Linked DNA regions of Mus musculus: all the other regions are linked to region 1. Evidence: chromatin contacts called from public HiChIP or PLAC-seq data. All regions are on one chromosome and are shown on one strand. Each heading gives the region's core, a stretch centred on a gene start, on an enhancer-like site or on the middle of the called end of the contact. The rest is flanking DNA. Distances are from core to core; before and after follow the strand shown.

The links. HiChIP or PLAC-seq counts read pairs in DNA pulled down with a chosen protein or histone mark.
Region 2: an H3K27ac HiChIP or PLAC-seq map of embryonic fibroblasts shows a contact between it and region 1, with 17 times the contacts expected there. The contact joins the enhancer-like site here to the promoter of Krt14 in region 1. A contact is called at or near these places in 24 of 39 promoter capture datasets (the 3T3-L1 cell line, 3T3-L1-derived adipocytes, the C10 cell line and 14 more), 3 of 15 datasets of contacts at CTCF or cohesin (embryonic stem cells, large pre-B cells and stem cell-derived epiblast-like cells), 4 of 484 Hi-C or Micro-C datasets (cerebral cortex, embryonic stem cells and nephron progenitors), 3 of 115 datasets of contacts at active chromatin or transcription factors (embryonic fibroblasts, embryonic limb bud and embryonic stem cells) and 2 of 9 other capture datasets (embryonic stem cells and liver).
Region 3: an H3K27ac HiChIP or PLAC-seq map of embryonic stem cells shows a contact between it and region 1, with 9 times the contacts expected there. The contact joins the promoter of Krt222 here to the promoter of Krt14 in region 1. A contact is called at or near these places in 14 of 39 promoter capture datasets (the 3T3-L1 cell line, 3T3-L1-derived adipocytes, the SN4741 cell line and 7 more), 7 of 115 datasets of contacts at active chromatin or transcription factors (the NIH/3T3 cell line, bone marrow-derived macrophages, embryonic forebrain and 3 more) and 1 of 9 other capture datasets (embryonic stem cells).
Region 4: a contact with region 1 is called in an H3K4me3 HiChIP or PLAC-seq map of stem cell-derived neural progenitor cells, with 13 times the contacts expected there. The contact joins the promoter of Krt10 here to the promoter of Krt14 in region 1. A contact is called at or near these places in 20 of 39 promoter capture datasets (the 3T3-L1 cell line, the C10 cell line, cranial neural crest and 10 more), 1 of 15 datasets of contacts at CTCF or cohesin (embryonic stem cells), 3 of 484 Hi-C or Micro-C datasets (all in embryonic stem cells), 10 of 115 datasets of contacts at active chromatin or transcription factors (SST interneurons, cardiomyocytes, embryonic stem cells and 4 more) and 2 of 9 other capture datasets (embryonic stem cells and pancreatic islet).

The regions. Positions count from the first base shown.
Region 1 is chr11:100,206,044-100,209,567 of GRCm38.p6, forward strand. It overlaps Krt14 (keratin 14), which reads right to left and starts at 1,467. Exons shown (of 8, transcript NM_016958.2): 1 at 870-1,467. The coding sequence starts at 1,412.
Region 2 is chr11:99,470,630-99,474,315 of GRCm38.p6, forward strand. No RefSeq gene overlaps it. Among named protein-coding and RNA genes, the nearest start is that of Krt23, 21 kb to the right of the region's middle. Within about 2 kb of position 1,977, at least 45 of the 459 cell types and tissues checked have an H3K27ac peak or open chromatin away from gene starts, as enhancers often do. A contact at or near this core is called in the SN4741 cell line, embryonic fibroblasts and trophoblast stem cells, where this site is marked.
Region 3 is chr11:99,241,802-99,245,449 of GRCm38.p6, forward strand. Krt222 (keratin 222) reads right to left here and starts at 2,346. Exons shown (of 6, transcript NM_172946.3): 1 at 2,142-2,346. The coding sequence starts at 2,237. It overlaps Gm32385 (a long non-coding RNA gene), which reads left to right and starts at 2,094. Exons shown (of 4, transcript XR_389025.3): 1 at 2,094-2,181.
Region 4 is chr11:99,387,864-99,391,349 of GRCm38.p6, forward strand. It overlaps Krt10 (keratin 10), which reads right to left and starts at 1,501. Exons shown (of 8, transcript NM_010660.2): 1 at 876-1,501; 2 at 147-229. The coding sequence starts at 1,469.

The DNA of each region.
Region 1 (3,524 bases), core at 217-2,716:
CCTCCTCTCAGTACAGAGCAGCCTTATCAGCCATCTGCAGACACACGCATTCCTTTCTAAGCCCATGGGGCATGGACCAAGGGTGGGACTTTCCCAAGAGACAAAACCCAACTTGCCCAGGGGATTAGAAAAGAGGAAACTGGAGAAGAAGAAGAAAAAAAATGACAGAAGGATCTCTGAAGCTGGCTGGAATTCCGGCCAGGGACCCGTCTAATTTCCGTAACTTATGCGAGGCACAAGAGCCAAGCAGGTTTAACAGGAGGAAGAAGAGGAGCTCTGGAAACACAGCTCCGCCAGGCTCCCTCTGGTTTGTAGTAAAAAAATATACGGGTCTTGATAGTTGTGGGTGTGGATTTTTCTACGTCTGCCTGACTATAGGGAGAGGCTATCTGGTGCCAAGGTTCATGGGCGGAGGCAGCCTCAGCCCAGACTAACAAGCTAATGAGCGGTTTGGGTGTCTAGCTCGGTGGGTCCCGTTACAGGCTCACTCCTCCCTTCTACTAAAGAGGTAAGTGCCCCCTGTAGCAGAGGGTGAGCCACCTGTGCTCTAACCTCAGTCCTGCACCGCCCCCTCTCTTGATCTTTAGCAAGACACAGCACCTCTCAACCTTCAACTTCCTCCTCTGCCAAATGCTAAGGGCAGGAACCATCAGTCTCACGTGGGCTAAGGACTGGAGCACATAAAAGCATGGAGTAAAGAAAGCCAGGGAGCAGCACCGTCTTCTCACTGACCAGCTCTATGGGGGATGGCCAGGGAGGGTCTCAGAGAGAGATACTGGGGACTAGAGACTGTCTTTCTAGGAGTCTAGTGATGATCTGAAGCCTTGGAGGACACTGGAATGGCAAGTCCTGCTGTCCATTTGACCCACCTTGCTCTTCAGGTCCTCGATGGTCTTGAAGTAGGGGCTGTAGTCTTTGATCTCAGTGGGCCGCTGCCTCTGGTACCAGTCCCGAATCTTCACCTCCAGTTCAGTGTTGGCCTCTTCCAGGGCACGCACCTTGTCCAGGTAGGTGGCCAGGCGGTCATTGAGGTTCTGCATGGTCACTTTCTCACTGCCCACCAGGAGCCCATCACCAATACCACCGCCAAGACCACCACCAAGACCACCACCAAAACCACCACCAAGACCACCACCAAAACCACCACCAAATCCATCAAATCGACCACCAAATCCACTACCAAGTCCTCCACCAAAACTGCTGCTGCTGAAGCTCCCACCATAGCCACCTCCAATCCCACAGGCTCCCCCAGAGGAGAAGCGAGAGGAGGTAACCGACATGCCCCCGTAGGTGCTGGGAGCCCGGCAGGATCCTCCAGCCAGGATGGAGGACATGCGGCTAGAGCCACCACCGATACCACAAGAGCCCTTCATGGAGCTGGAGGAGGTGAACTGGCGGCTGCAGGTGGCCATGGCTTTGAGAGAGGTGAGCAAGTGAGCGAGTGAGTCGGCAGAGAGAAGAGAGAGCTGCTCAGGTGTGTTAGAAAAGGATGATAGTGCTTTATAGTGGTGAGGAGGGGGCGGGCCTGGCGTATTCCATTCCCCTTGGCTTTCATCACTCCCAGGCCAGCGCCAACTCCCGATCAGATCCCTCCTCTCCTCCGCCTCATCATGTCTGTCATATTTTACTGGAAACTCATTGTTTGAAGTGTTTTGGGCTTTCTCGTCCCGCCAGGCATGATTCACCAGGGGAGGGGTGGGCCTGCGGGCTACACTTTCCCATGAGGCCCTGGGAGCCACAGCCCTTAGGAACCCACACTCTGGGCTCAGCTAGAATGACAAGTAGGGCCTTACCACACCATAAACCTGCTGACCTGTTAGTTCCCATTAAATGGGTGGGAGAGTCCTTTATTACACGTAGAAAAAGACCACCAGAGCAGGAGACTGGCACTTAGCTGGAGGTACATTGGCGTGGCCACCCTCAGCGCTACCTGCTAAGGACTAGCTATCTGTCACATCCTCAGCCAGCCAGGTGGCTCAGACTCAAGGCAGCTTCCCCTGAGCCCTGGGTACAGACCCTAATATCCACCACACACCTACACGCAGATCTGTGACAATAGCTATTAGGTCACCAAAGGACTCAGAGACACAACCAGAGACACTGAGAAACAGCACAGAGTCAGGCTCTTCTCAGAGCCCTCATTTGCTCTTCTGAAAAGTGGGAGGAAAGAGCATCCACCCATTGTTTCTACTGCAGAAAGCTCTGAGGGTTAACTTTGGGTGGCACAGAGTCTGGCCAGAGGGTTGAAACTTATTTTGACCTCAAAGCAGGTAAGGGCACATGCCTGGAACAAGCCTAGAGAGATTTGTTTGTCTGTTCATTTGTTTGTTTGTTTGTTTGTTTCCAGCCCCAGATGTCCTCTCGGATGCCAAGATAGCTGAGCTGAGAGGCAGAGGGCTGACTCAGACATCCTCACTTCATCTCCCATGGAGCTCACCCAAGACACGTATGGGGAGGAGGAACGCAGGCACCTGGGAGGAAGGCAGGACTGAGCCAAGGGCATAATAGCCAAAGTGGACGAGAGGGTTTCTGACTCCTGAGTCCCTGAGGATCAGGGGACAGCTCCAAGAACCCAGCTAATTCTGCTTCAGAGGTTTGTATATCAAGCTTCAACTATCCCCAGAACACCCACTTCCTGCCCCTCAGCTCCATAGACCCCTGCAGGCATGTCGGGAGGAATGTGGTCGTGTCTGGGACTGCCTGGCACGTCCTATCTTCCCAGACAGGCCCCAACAGCCCCCGCTGAGGCTCCTGCACTGTTCTTGGTATCAACTGCTCCCAGAAAGGACATAGCACCTTAGATAGCCAATCCCACCTGACCCTTCCTGCCACCAAAGCAGAAATCAACGCCCTCCCCACACCAGGGCTTAAAAACTCAGAAGACAATGCTAAGATGTACTCTTGAGGCTGAGAGCTCCCCCAAATCTGCCTCTCTAAGGACTGGCGAGGATATGAGTAACCTGGGGCCCCACCCGGCTCCACCCATCCCTGACAGACACTTCTAATCTCCTTCCAGAGAGTATTCTCCCCAACCCTGGCCCAGCCCTGCAATTTCCCCAGCACTTGGCGAAGGGGATTTGGGTTGAGGGAGAGACTTCTATTAGAAACCATGTTGCTACCGGGTAAGGTATGAGGTGGGGGTATCCTTCCTGGAGAAAAAGACAGCATCCAGGGAGATACACACACAGGAGCAGGGTGAAGAGTCCAACTCCGGTGTCTTTAGTGACCTAACACCCCGAACCAAGAAAAGTTCTGCTTCCTGTCCCTCAGTGGGACTCCAAGAAGCCTTCTTTCCAGTGTTCCCCCTCCACTACCCAACCTCTCCCCCTTCTCCTCTCTCCCTACCCCTCTACTCCTCCAGTCTCTCCTCCCTCTGCTCCTCCTCCTCCTTTTCCTCTGGTCCTCCTCCTCTTTACCCTGGTTTTCCTCCTCCTCTCCCTCTTGCTCCTCCACCTTATCCAAGGGGAACATAAAGATGGGAGGAAATGAATGTCAGATAAACACACACAGGCTAAAAGAGAGAC
Region 2 (3,686 bases), core at 727-3,226, 730 kb before region 1:
CCAGGCCTGCCTTACCCAGGGCTCTTGAAAGATTAGCTTGCCTTGGGCAAGACTGTGTTAATGGGATTCTACTGATGTCGCCAGTCCTGCTGCGTGTCCACCCGGGTCAGTCTAAACCATAGTTATTGAAACTGGCTCATAGATGGGATATTCAGTGGTGGGAACCGACAAATGGCGGATGGGTTGAAATCACCCATCACCATTCTCCAAGTTTGGTCCACGGGTCATCGTCCTCAGCACCATCTGGGGCTTTGTTAGAAGTGCGGAATCCCGGGCTCCACCCAGAGCTTCTAGGTCACAATCTCATTTAACAAGCTCTCCGGGTATGCGCACTAGGACTTCAGAAGCAACTGGTTCCCAAGGCTTGTGGCTGGGTGGTGACTCGAAACCATGGCTCCCGAAGCTGCTGGAAACGATGGGTGGAAATCTTCATACTACGCCTTTGTGATAAGACCGAATAAAATATTTCTGCCTTAATGGCTGTTGAAAATATCTGGGGCAATAGTGATCTGTCATTATTACTTCCTTCTGTTCATCTTCCCTGATCCTTGGGGTTCGGTATGTGGCAGAGAGGATTCTAGAAACTAGGAGTGGTGTGTGGTCTAACTTGGCACACATCTGAGGTGTGACACCCTCTAGGTTTGACATTTGCCAATTCTCAGGGAGGAAGTCAGTTTCCCTAGTAAGAATGGATGCAATTTTAGGGGCTGTTAATTTCAGGTTAAGAGATCGTGTCTGTAGACAGCATTGCATGAATGCTTCAAGTTTTGGGTAGTGAGACGGTTATAATATCCTGTCACTCTTTGGTCCTGATTATCCGACTCACACATACAGTGCTGGTACGATGTCAATAAGATCAGGTCTGATCACCACTGGAATATGGGAGTCCAGCTGCCTTCAAATCTGAAAACTCAGATTTCCCATCCTGGCTTCACATTTCAGATAAAAAAAAAAACACATTTAGCAAATGTCCATTAAACTGCATGATGCATGTTTAGTTTTTTTTTTCACAACTCTTTGGAAATCGTTTGTGACTCTTGTGGCATAAAGCAGAAGCACATTGGGCACAAATTCAGGAGCCACCATTTTATGACTAAGGGATCCCAGGCACGTCAACGTGCTCCATCTGAGCCTCGGTTTCATAGATTGCAAAGTGCAGACAATGAAGTCGTGCATGGCTATGGCCGTGTTACACGAAGTCAATGTGTAACATAGATGAAGGGCTCACAGGCTTTTAAAGGTACACATATGTGCATATGCACACCCACAATCATCTGGGTCTGGGCACATGCGTACAAGCAGGTGTGCTTGTGTGTTTGGTTATGCACACGTGTGTGGACACTGGAGAGCAACGGAAGACATCCTCAGGAACACCGTACACAGCTTTTGAGGTGGGATCTCTCACTGGCCTAGAGCTCACGAATGAGGCTTAGTTTAGCTAGACTCAGAGGCCCTGGAATCCTACACTCTCTTCTTCCCCACAAGCATGTGCTACCGCACTTGGAATTTTTATGAGTGCTGGACTCAGGCTCTTGTGCTTGCAAGGCAAGTGCTTTACCAAATGAGTCACCCTCCCAGCCATGGTTAGTTATTAATATTTTTCTAGTATGTATATATTTTTATGTCATGTGTATGAGTGTTGGGTTGTGTTGTATACATGTATCTTGAAACTAGCATAGACCGGTAGTCTTCTTGAAATGATTCATAATTTCATTAGATGAATTCTCATTTAAAATTCAGAGGGAGATTTTTGGTGAGTGCTGGGATGATTAAACTGATGTAGACACACAGAGCCATGCACAGAGATGGTAGAGAAAACTCAACTGAGTTAAACCAGCCCATTACCTTACAGCAGGGGCATGTTCTTTTCCTTTTTAAATGATCTCAACGGAAAGTTCTGGAAATGTTCTAATCCTCCTTAAAAAGATGTGACAGGCAGTGGTGATGAGATAGTAAGTGAGAAGGGATGAGTCACATCCAGGAATGAACTCAGACACGTTGTCGAGTCAGGAAATCAGCATGCCCAGGAAACACGAACACTCCAGGGCATATGCTAACCCCCCCCCCCAATCTTTTTTTTTTTTTTTTTTTTTTTTTTTTTCAAGGTTCAATTTTTTTTTTCCATTTTTTATTAGGTATTTAGCTCATTTACATTTCCAATGCTATACCAAAAGTCCCCCTTACCCACCCACCCCCACTCCCCTACCCACCCACTCCCCCCCTTTGGCCCTGGCGTTCCCCTGTACCGGGGCACACAAAGTCAGCGTGTCCATTGGGCCTCTCTTTCCAGTGATGGCCGACTAGGCCATCTTTTGATACATATGCAGCTAGAGTCAAGAGCTCAGGGGTACTGGTTAGTTCATAATGTTGTTCCACCTATAGGGTTGAAGATCCCTTTAGCTCCTTGGGTACTTTCTCTAGCTCCTCCATTGGGAGCCCTGTGATCCATCCATTAGCTGACTGTGAGCATCCACTTCTGTGTTTGCTAGGCCCCGGCATAGTCTCACAAGAGACAGCTACATCTGGGTCCTTTCGATAAAATCTTGCTAGTATATGCAATGGTGTCAGCGTTTGGATGCTGATTATGGGGTGGATCCCTGGATATGGCAGTCTCTACATGGTCCATCCTTTCATCTCAGCTCCAAACTTTGTTTCTGTAACTCCTTCCATGGGTGTTTTGTTCCCACTTCTAAAAGCATTTATTGATTAAAGATCGTAAGAGTCTAGCCCAGAATGAAGGAGTTTTTAATCCCAAGGTATTAACAACTGATTAATGTAACTGGGAGTCATTGAGGGTCACGATCATCTCATCCTTGAATGGTATTACCCTCCAGGTGGAGGCTGCCTGTGTTGAAATGGATCGCCCTGCGATGAAACTCCATCTGTGTGACACTGAGAGCGATGAATATTTATAGGGAAATTATTAACGTCTGTGGAATGAGGAAGGCAAACAGTCGGAAGCAATTGAAACTCAAAGATAAGAATCCACTTGGACATCCCAGCATGCTCTGGGAGGAGCAGGCGTTCTCTCTCCTGTTCAGGCTAGAGTCAACCACTGCTTGTCCCCTCATGGGACAGGGCAGAGAGGGCAGCTATGAAAACACAGGGGAAGTGGCTTTATTCTCTATGGTCTTTGAGGAGGGCAGACCTCAGCTTCTGAGGAGGGCAAACCTTAGCTTCTTTCTCTTTGATGCTTCACCTGTCTCTGTTGAACCAAGACTTCTGGAAAGTTCCATTTGAGTGTTAACAAAAGGTTCCTCTGAGTCTCAATGGGATAAAAATGTACTTTTTAGCTATGGTAAAATAAATCAGCTACTGTCATCGGGCAAATACTATTTTTGTATTTAAGACACTCCGATTTTCTCGTCTGCTTTAGTTATTTCTATATAAGAAATAACACAAACGTTATGAGCTTAAACAACTCTTTTTATTTGTTCTCAATTTAATTTTGTGCTTAGCACCGTAGGACTGTATTGTCTGTCTCTGCTCTGTGATGTCTGGGGCCTCAGTTGATTGGCACGAATGGTTGAGGTCTCGCTGGAACAGGAGGACCCAAGCCATGTATTGAGAGCTCTCCCTGACTTTTGGCTATTCCTTAAGAGACCTTTTCATGAGACTAGACCTCAGTTGCCTAAACTTTTAAACAGGGAATTTTTTTTTTTTGTTTTTTTGTTTTTGTTGCTTTG
Region 3 (3,648 bases), core at 1,096-3,595, 960 kb before region 1:
TGCCGGTCTCCGGATCTCACTGCTGGGATCACAGTGTTCACCACCATGTTTCACTTTTACACATAGTCCTGCAGATCAGGATATAAAGACTTTTGTAAACAAGATAAGGCTACCGGGACCACTAGTTTTTTGAATTCTCGTTGGGGAGCTGGCAGATAAACTGTGTGTTAGATTCCTAAGATGGTCCCTAGTGAGCCACACCTCCCCCAAGTTCACATCCGTGATTCAAGGTTGAATCAGGCTGTCCTGAGTCTTGCTGTGACCAATTGGCTATGGTAGAGGTGACAGACGCTGTGCAGATTCTAGGCTAAGCCATAAGAAGCCTGTCAGCTTCCACGTCATGTTTTTGGGAGCCCTGGGTCATCATTTTAGAAACCTGGATACCTGGTTAGAGAGGTCATATAGGGAGGCTAGGTAGAGAGGGACCCGAGGCCACGTGGAGGGGGCAGGTAGCAGGCTCAAGGATCTCAGGCTAGCCTTCCAGTAAGCTCTTGCCAAGGTCCCAAACACATTAGCCAGTCACTTTGGTTATGCCAGTCAGTAGGGCACCACCCAGAGTCCCCATCCCCCAGCCTCCTCATCCTACTGAATTACAAGACAGGATGCGTTGGTCTAAATGTTAGGTTGTTGAGTTTTGGGAGGTGACTTACTATGCACTACTTGTTAGCCAAAGCAACTGTATGTTTATTTTCCGGATTTACTTGCATCGTTCTAGGGCTTGAACCCAGGGCTTTGCATATGTTACAATAATATAATAAACCGACTTTGTGAGTTACTTGGGAAAACACATTTCTCTCAAGAACTTTTATGTTACAAAACGTTTTGCTTTTTTTTTTTTTTTTTTAAATTCAAAGTCACTTCAAGCACTGGGACTTGTAAATTCAACTTATAAGTTTACTTTGCAAAATTTTTATTTGGTTTATGATTTTCAAAAGTTGTCCTCTCTTAATATTTTTCTCTATCACGTGGGAAGAGAACAAACTTCTCCTCCATCTAAGCCAAGAGCCCGGTGACCTTGTTTAATCCGTTGAACTGATCATTCTTTTTAAAAACCAAGACTATTACCCACAGGCAAAATTTATAATGATATTGCAATAAGTTACTAACGAAACAAAGTCCTGTGATTTTTTTTTTTAGCTATCATTTTTTTGTTGTTGTTTTGTTTTTGTTTTTTGGCCCTGTTCTTAAGTAAACTCTTTGCTGTGTCCAGGTGCTGGGAATACAATTTGAACCCGGGTATAAGAGGTAAGCTAATAAAACCGTCCTGAGTTTCTGAAACTTTGTTTCCCAAATATTTGCTTTTAAATTTATTTAAATTTGAGGCCTTAATTATTAAAGGCAGGTATTACTTTGAAACTGAGTAGACAGGATTTGAATTGAGCCTTGGTCTGAGTTGGCTCTGTTTCATTTATTTATTTTAAATATCTTGCAAGCTTTGTGTCGGAAGTAAACAGTTCTTCTACCCCCAAAGCAAAAATGGCTACTTTTAAGTGTAGAGTCTCTCACTACTCAGCTGGGGGGATTTTGATTGTCAGATCTGTATTCTTGGTTCTCAAAGCCACATTCACATGCTCAGTTGATTCTATTTATAACAGTCAGTATGAAACCAAGTGCTTGGGAAATATGATAGAAACCTTCTAGAAATATTTTTCTTGCTTTTTGTCTCCCCCCAGAGTGTGCAAGGCAAACAATCTTGACTATCAAGCTTGGAGTCTACAGATGTTATTTAAATTGCCTCTATAATTAACTCCATAATATCTTTGAAGAGTTGTTTGGAATGCTTCCTTCCTGAAAAAAAAAAAAAAAAAAAAAAAAAAAAAAAAAAAAAAAAACCCAAAGAGGTCAGAGAGCACCATTTTATTGCTTGTTGACTCCATGTTTTAGTAATGACGGTCACCTTACGATCTCTATAAAATCCCAATGCATCAATCAATATTTATTGAATGGTTATTCAACAGCACAGCCAAAGGGTTTTCTCCCTGCCTGCCACCCCAGACCCAGTGCAGGAACACCTACATCGCCTCCCCAGTAGATGCTGCGTGGAAAAGGAGATACTGTACCTCAGAGAGGCCGGGACAGGAATCGGGTAGACATGGACTGTCTCCTTATCCTGAAGGTGCCTGGCTGAATGAAATCATTACCTGGATCCGCGTCGACAACACCGTCTCTATCTGATTTCTGGTGAGGAGCTGTTCATAGTTTGCCCTGATCTCATTGAGGAGCTGGGACAGCTCCATTCTTTTCCCATCCTCCACCTTGGCTAACTGGACCTTAGCGATGGGATGAGCCGCTGCGGCAGAGCCTGCCCTGCCTGCGTCGCCAGAGCAGACAGCCCCGCAGAGCCTTAAAGAAGCAGAGATCCATTTCCCCCACCAGAAGCCGGGGGAAACTCCAGGGTTGCTAATTAATTATGCAAATGTTGAGAAACCCTTCCCGCCCATTGTTGTTGATACAGCAGAGACCTTCGGAGTCTCCAGGAAGAGAGGAAAATGACACCCACAGGGTCACTGCAAAGGTTTCCTATGCAAAGTGAATGCTTTGCCTGTGGGGGTGGGGTGCTCACAACCTTAAGCAAATTGTAGTTAGCCAGTCACAGTGGGCAGGCATATTATCTTAGCACTCAGGCAGAATGATCTTGAGTTCAAGGTCAGTCAGGACTTCGTAGTGAGACCCCTGATGGAGAACAAAACAACAGAAACAACGACACCCAAACAAACCACCTCCCAAACCCAAAATAAAACACGAAATTTATTTAGCTTTTCCAACATATTGCTTAGGAATTAAACTGGGGGGCTTTAGAAATGGCTCAGTGGTTAAGAGCACTGACTGCTCTTCCAGAGGTCCTGAGTTCAATTCCCAGCAACCACATGGTGGCTCACGACCATCTGTAATGGGATCAGATGCCCTCTTCTGGTGTATCTGGAGACAGCGACAGTGTACTCATATACATAAAATAAATAATTCTTTTAAAAAAATAATTATACTGGGCTCCAAATATGATAGTTTAAACTTTTCTTTATAGTATTTTAAAAAAAAATGTTTTGATTTTTTAACAAAATGCTAAAGGAGAGGGAAGGCAGAAGGAAACAAAGGGTTAAAGGAATACAGGTGACAAGAAGCAGGCAGGGACTGGTTCAGATGAGACAGGTAAGGTTGTGGGTGGTGGTGAAGGGCCATGGCGGAGGTGGATGCCTACAAACAGGACAATGTCCCATGGAAGGAAATGGTGAAATGGCTTCCCTGTGACTTTGTATGCTAACTTAAGAAAATTAATTTTAAAAACCCCGAATGCTACGGAAAGTCCTCTGAATGTGTTTGTACATGTCCAGCGTTCTGACAGCTACTCTACTCTCGAGTGAGGCAGATGACTGTCATGAGCCGTGGTTCTCAAACGGCCGGCCGTGGACGCCAGCCCAGGAGTAGAGTGTGAGGGATTGAGGTGGATTCCTGAAGTCACTCTTATTCCAGATGAGGCGAGGCTGGAGACGGGCACTGGAGCAGGGTGGGAGCCAGGAGTTAATTCTACCAGGCTTGTGAAATGGAGCCCTTCGGCCCCTGCAATGGGACCCCCACTGAGGGAGACTTTTGCTACTAGAGAGCAGGTAGAGAACACGTCACACTGAAGGGACTCACCCTCAGCTCTTCCAA
Region 4 (3,486 bases), core at 251-2,750, 820 kb before region 1:
TATGACAATTAAATTAAAAAAAAAAAACAAACAGCTTAGCACTGTTTCACTCCAGATGAGTTCAGGAGAGTGTAAAAGCTGTTGTGGGCATCCAGGAGCATTGTTGGAAGCCCCTGCTGTGTGTGCACCACATCCACATAGCTTACTTCAGCCTGAAGTCATCAGCTGCCAGGCGGGCATTGTCAATCTGCAGCAGCACGTTGGCATTGTCAGTTGTCAGGGTGAGGATCTGAGGGGAGAGACACACGTTATTGAAAAGATCAGGTGGGCTTCTGGCTTCTCAGGTTAGCATAGGTGAGTTGCATTTTAGATAGTTCTCTGACAAACTAAACATGGACTGTCCCAGACTTGCCCATACTTCCCCTCAGGTCTTTCAGGACCTTTATGGCTATGGTTGCTTTTTGAGCACTGGCTGGGATTGTACTATTCCTGCAGCCGACCCTTTCCTTTATAGTATGTGATTTGTTTGTGTTGCAGCTAACTTTTGAGTGACTCATGTTTGTATCTGTTTAACTTGTTATAAATACTTCTAGGGGTGAATTTATACATATCTATACATATATATGCATATATGTAACATACTCATTTAAAATTATCTTAGCTCCCACACTTATGTATGACCTAGCCTATTTTAACTGTGAACTCGCATATGTGTGTTAAAACCTATAAGGTTCTCAGTAGTCTGTCATCCTGGACGACAGGCAACACACATGCTAGATGACACATTGCCATAAATATCTTTGATGAGGCCTGGTTACACTAGACATGAAAAGGTAACAGGGAAGAGACAGCAGTCAGCTGTGCCACACTTGGCATAGCTTCCTCTGCATTGCATGCCTAGGAACGATGGAAAGCCGGAGTCTGAAGCGCCTTACCTGCCCCTTAAGGTCCTCGATGGTTTTGTAGTATTTGCTGTAGTCCCGGGGCTCTCGCTGGCTTGAGTTGCCATGCTTCTCGTACCACTCCTTGATTTTACCCTCCAGCTCGTAGTTTGACTCTTCCAGAGCCCGGACTTTGTCCATGTAGGAGGCCAGGCGGTCGTTCAGGTTCTGCATGGTCACCTTCTCGTTTCCGGAGAGAAGGCTGCCACCATCTCCTCCGAATCCACCACCGCCAAAGCCTCCTCCATAGCTACCGCCACCAAAGCTGCCTCCACCGAAGCTGCCACCTCCACCGAAGCTGCCACCCCCAAAACTGCTACCTCCATAGCCTCCCCCAAAGCTGCTTCCTCCATAGCCTCCCCCAAAGCTGCCTCCTCCTCCAAAACCTCCGTAACCACCTGATGAGCCCCCAAAGCAACCTCCCCCAGAGCTCCCACGGCTAAAAGAGCCACCGCTGAAGCCTCCTGAGCTATACCCTCCACCAAGAGAGCCCCTGGTGCTGGAAACCCTGACGGATCCACCACCGCCTCCTCCTCCACTGCGGGAGGAAGAGAACTGCTTGCTGCTGGAGCTGTATAGAACAGACATGGTGGTGTAGTGTAGCCCAGGGAGTGCCTGCTACCAAGGACAGTGCCGAGCCTTTATATACTGAGAGGGCGTGTCTCACAGGTGCTAGGCTTTGCTTACTTGCATGGTTTTCTTTTTGCCAGCATAGCATCTTTGGCTTATGATTGCATAAATTATCTTCAGTAATAACCAATACCTTTTCAATGCTTTTGAATTTGCCCTGAGTACAGATGGGAAATTTGCTATGTTGAAACTGAGAATGGGTGGAGTTCACATGAGTACATTTTACCTTTTGAAGATCATTGAGTAACTATTAAAAATCTAATTTTCTAATGTTAATTTAGCTTGTACTTAGTACTTGCTAGGTTCAAAAAGTAAAAGAACTTTGCTTATAAATTGTAGTTGAAATAAGGATTTTTCAAATTCCTGTTTTAGATAGCTTTGCGAATTGCAGTAAGTAGCAAGTGTGCTGAAATTGAGCTGTAAGAAGGATCTTGAAGTAAGTAAAAAATAGGATATGGTGAACTATTAGTGTTAAGAAATTGCCACATTTAAGAAGCAAGATTTAGGAAATTATATGTATGTATATGTAATATATATGTGTACATATAATATATAGTATATATTAATATATGGGATATATCACGTATACGTAAGAGATTATATATATGTATCTTGAGAGTATATTCATATTTCTTGCTTAGGGAACTGTACACAGGAATGACTATGGAATCTTTAAATTCTTGACAAAACCATGAACTTATTCTGCTTCATACTTTTCAGTTCATGGTTCGGGTGCCTGTGAAGAGCATGGGGCAGGGATTCTAAGCACGGGTGCCTGTGAAGAGCATGGGGCAGGGATTCTAAGCACGGGTGCCTGTGAAGAGCATGGGGCAGGGATTCTAAGCACGAGAACCGAGGAACTAACCTGAAGTGCCTTAAGCTCCGGGCTGATTACAAAGAGAGGTTTATTGCACGAAAAGTTTTCTTGTAGCTACATAAATTTAGGTTACAGACTGGCACTTGGTTCAGGACTTTTAGGACAGACTTGTACTTCTGTTTCCAAGCTAGATTTCCCCTCTCAGTAAACAAGAAAAACATATTTCCCTTGGATACACTGTGCTCAGACTTCAGTGGGACAGTATCCAGGGAAGTATTTAATTGGGACTTTACATGACATAAATTTATTTTATAACTACCCATAGGCTATGACATTGCTCTTGTTAAAATATATCACATATATAGTTATATGTATAGATTCACACATGTTTTAGAATTATGTAATGCTTTTTTGAGATAGGTCAATTTAAAAATCTCTAGAACAATGCACTGATAGGGCTAGCTGTTACAGTCTCAATTTTGTCAGGAAGGTGAAGCTAAGAAATGGAGTGATTTTTTCCTAATGCTAGCTGGCTGAACCGCAGTTGGAAGCCTGCTTGAGTCTGAGATTTGTCAGCTTTCTACTCTTCCACCTTGCATATTCCTTCTCTCCCATGGTAGATTTGCTGTTAGAGGAACTAAGGCTCCAGATCTCACCACTTGCTTCTCCCCATGGGGAAAAAGCAAAACAGAAAGAGCATGGAAATGGGAAAAATATTGAAAACCCAGGGACTTGACAGGGTTCCATTAGTAATTGCTTCTTCAAATGAAGTTTGTAGCTGCACATTCCATAGAACGGGGGCTACAGGAATCTGCAGGGAAAGGGGATTTGGCTGCCAGTATTGGTGAGGCGCTGCTTGTGAGCTGCGGGTTCCTGCCGCCAGGCTGCAGCTCCTCCACTCCTCCAACCTGTCAGAACCTGCAAGTAGGGCAGCAGCTGAAAGAAACAAAAAAGCCCTGAGCGTGGGAATTGATTGTTGTGAAGATAACATGTACGATAAATGGAGGCTAACAGGAGGGAAAGAAGACCCTGGCTGCTTCAGAGAGGTGAAGCCTCCCTCCCAGGACTTGACGAAAAGAGAAAGCAAAGCGCTCTCGGTGTTCCTGATGGCCGCCATGGGTTTAGGGTTTTGTTTTTCCTAGGTTTTCTTTAGTGTTA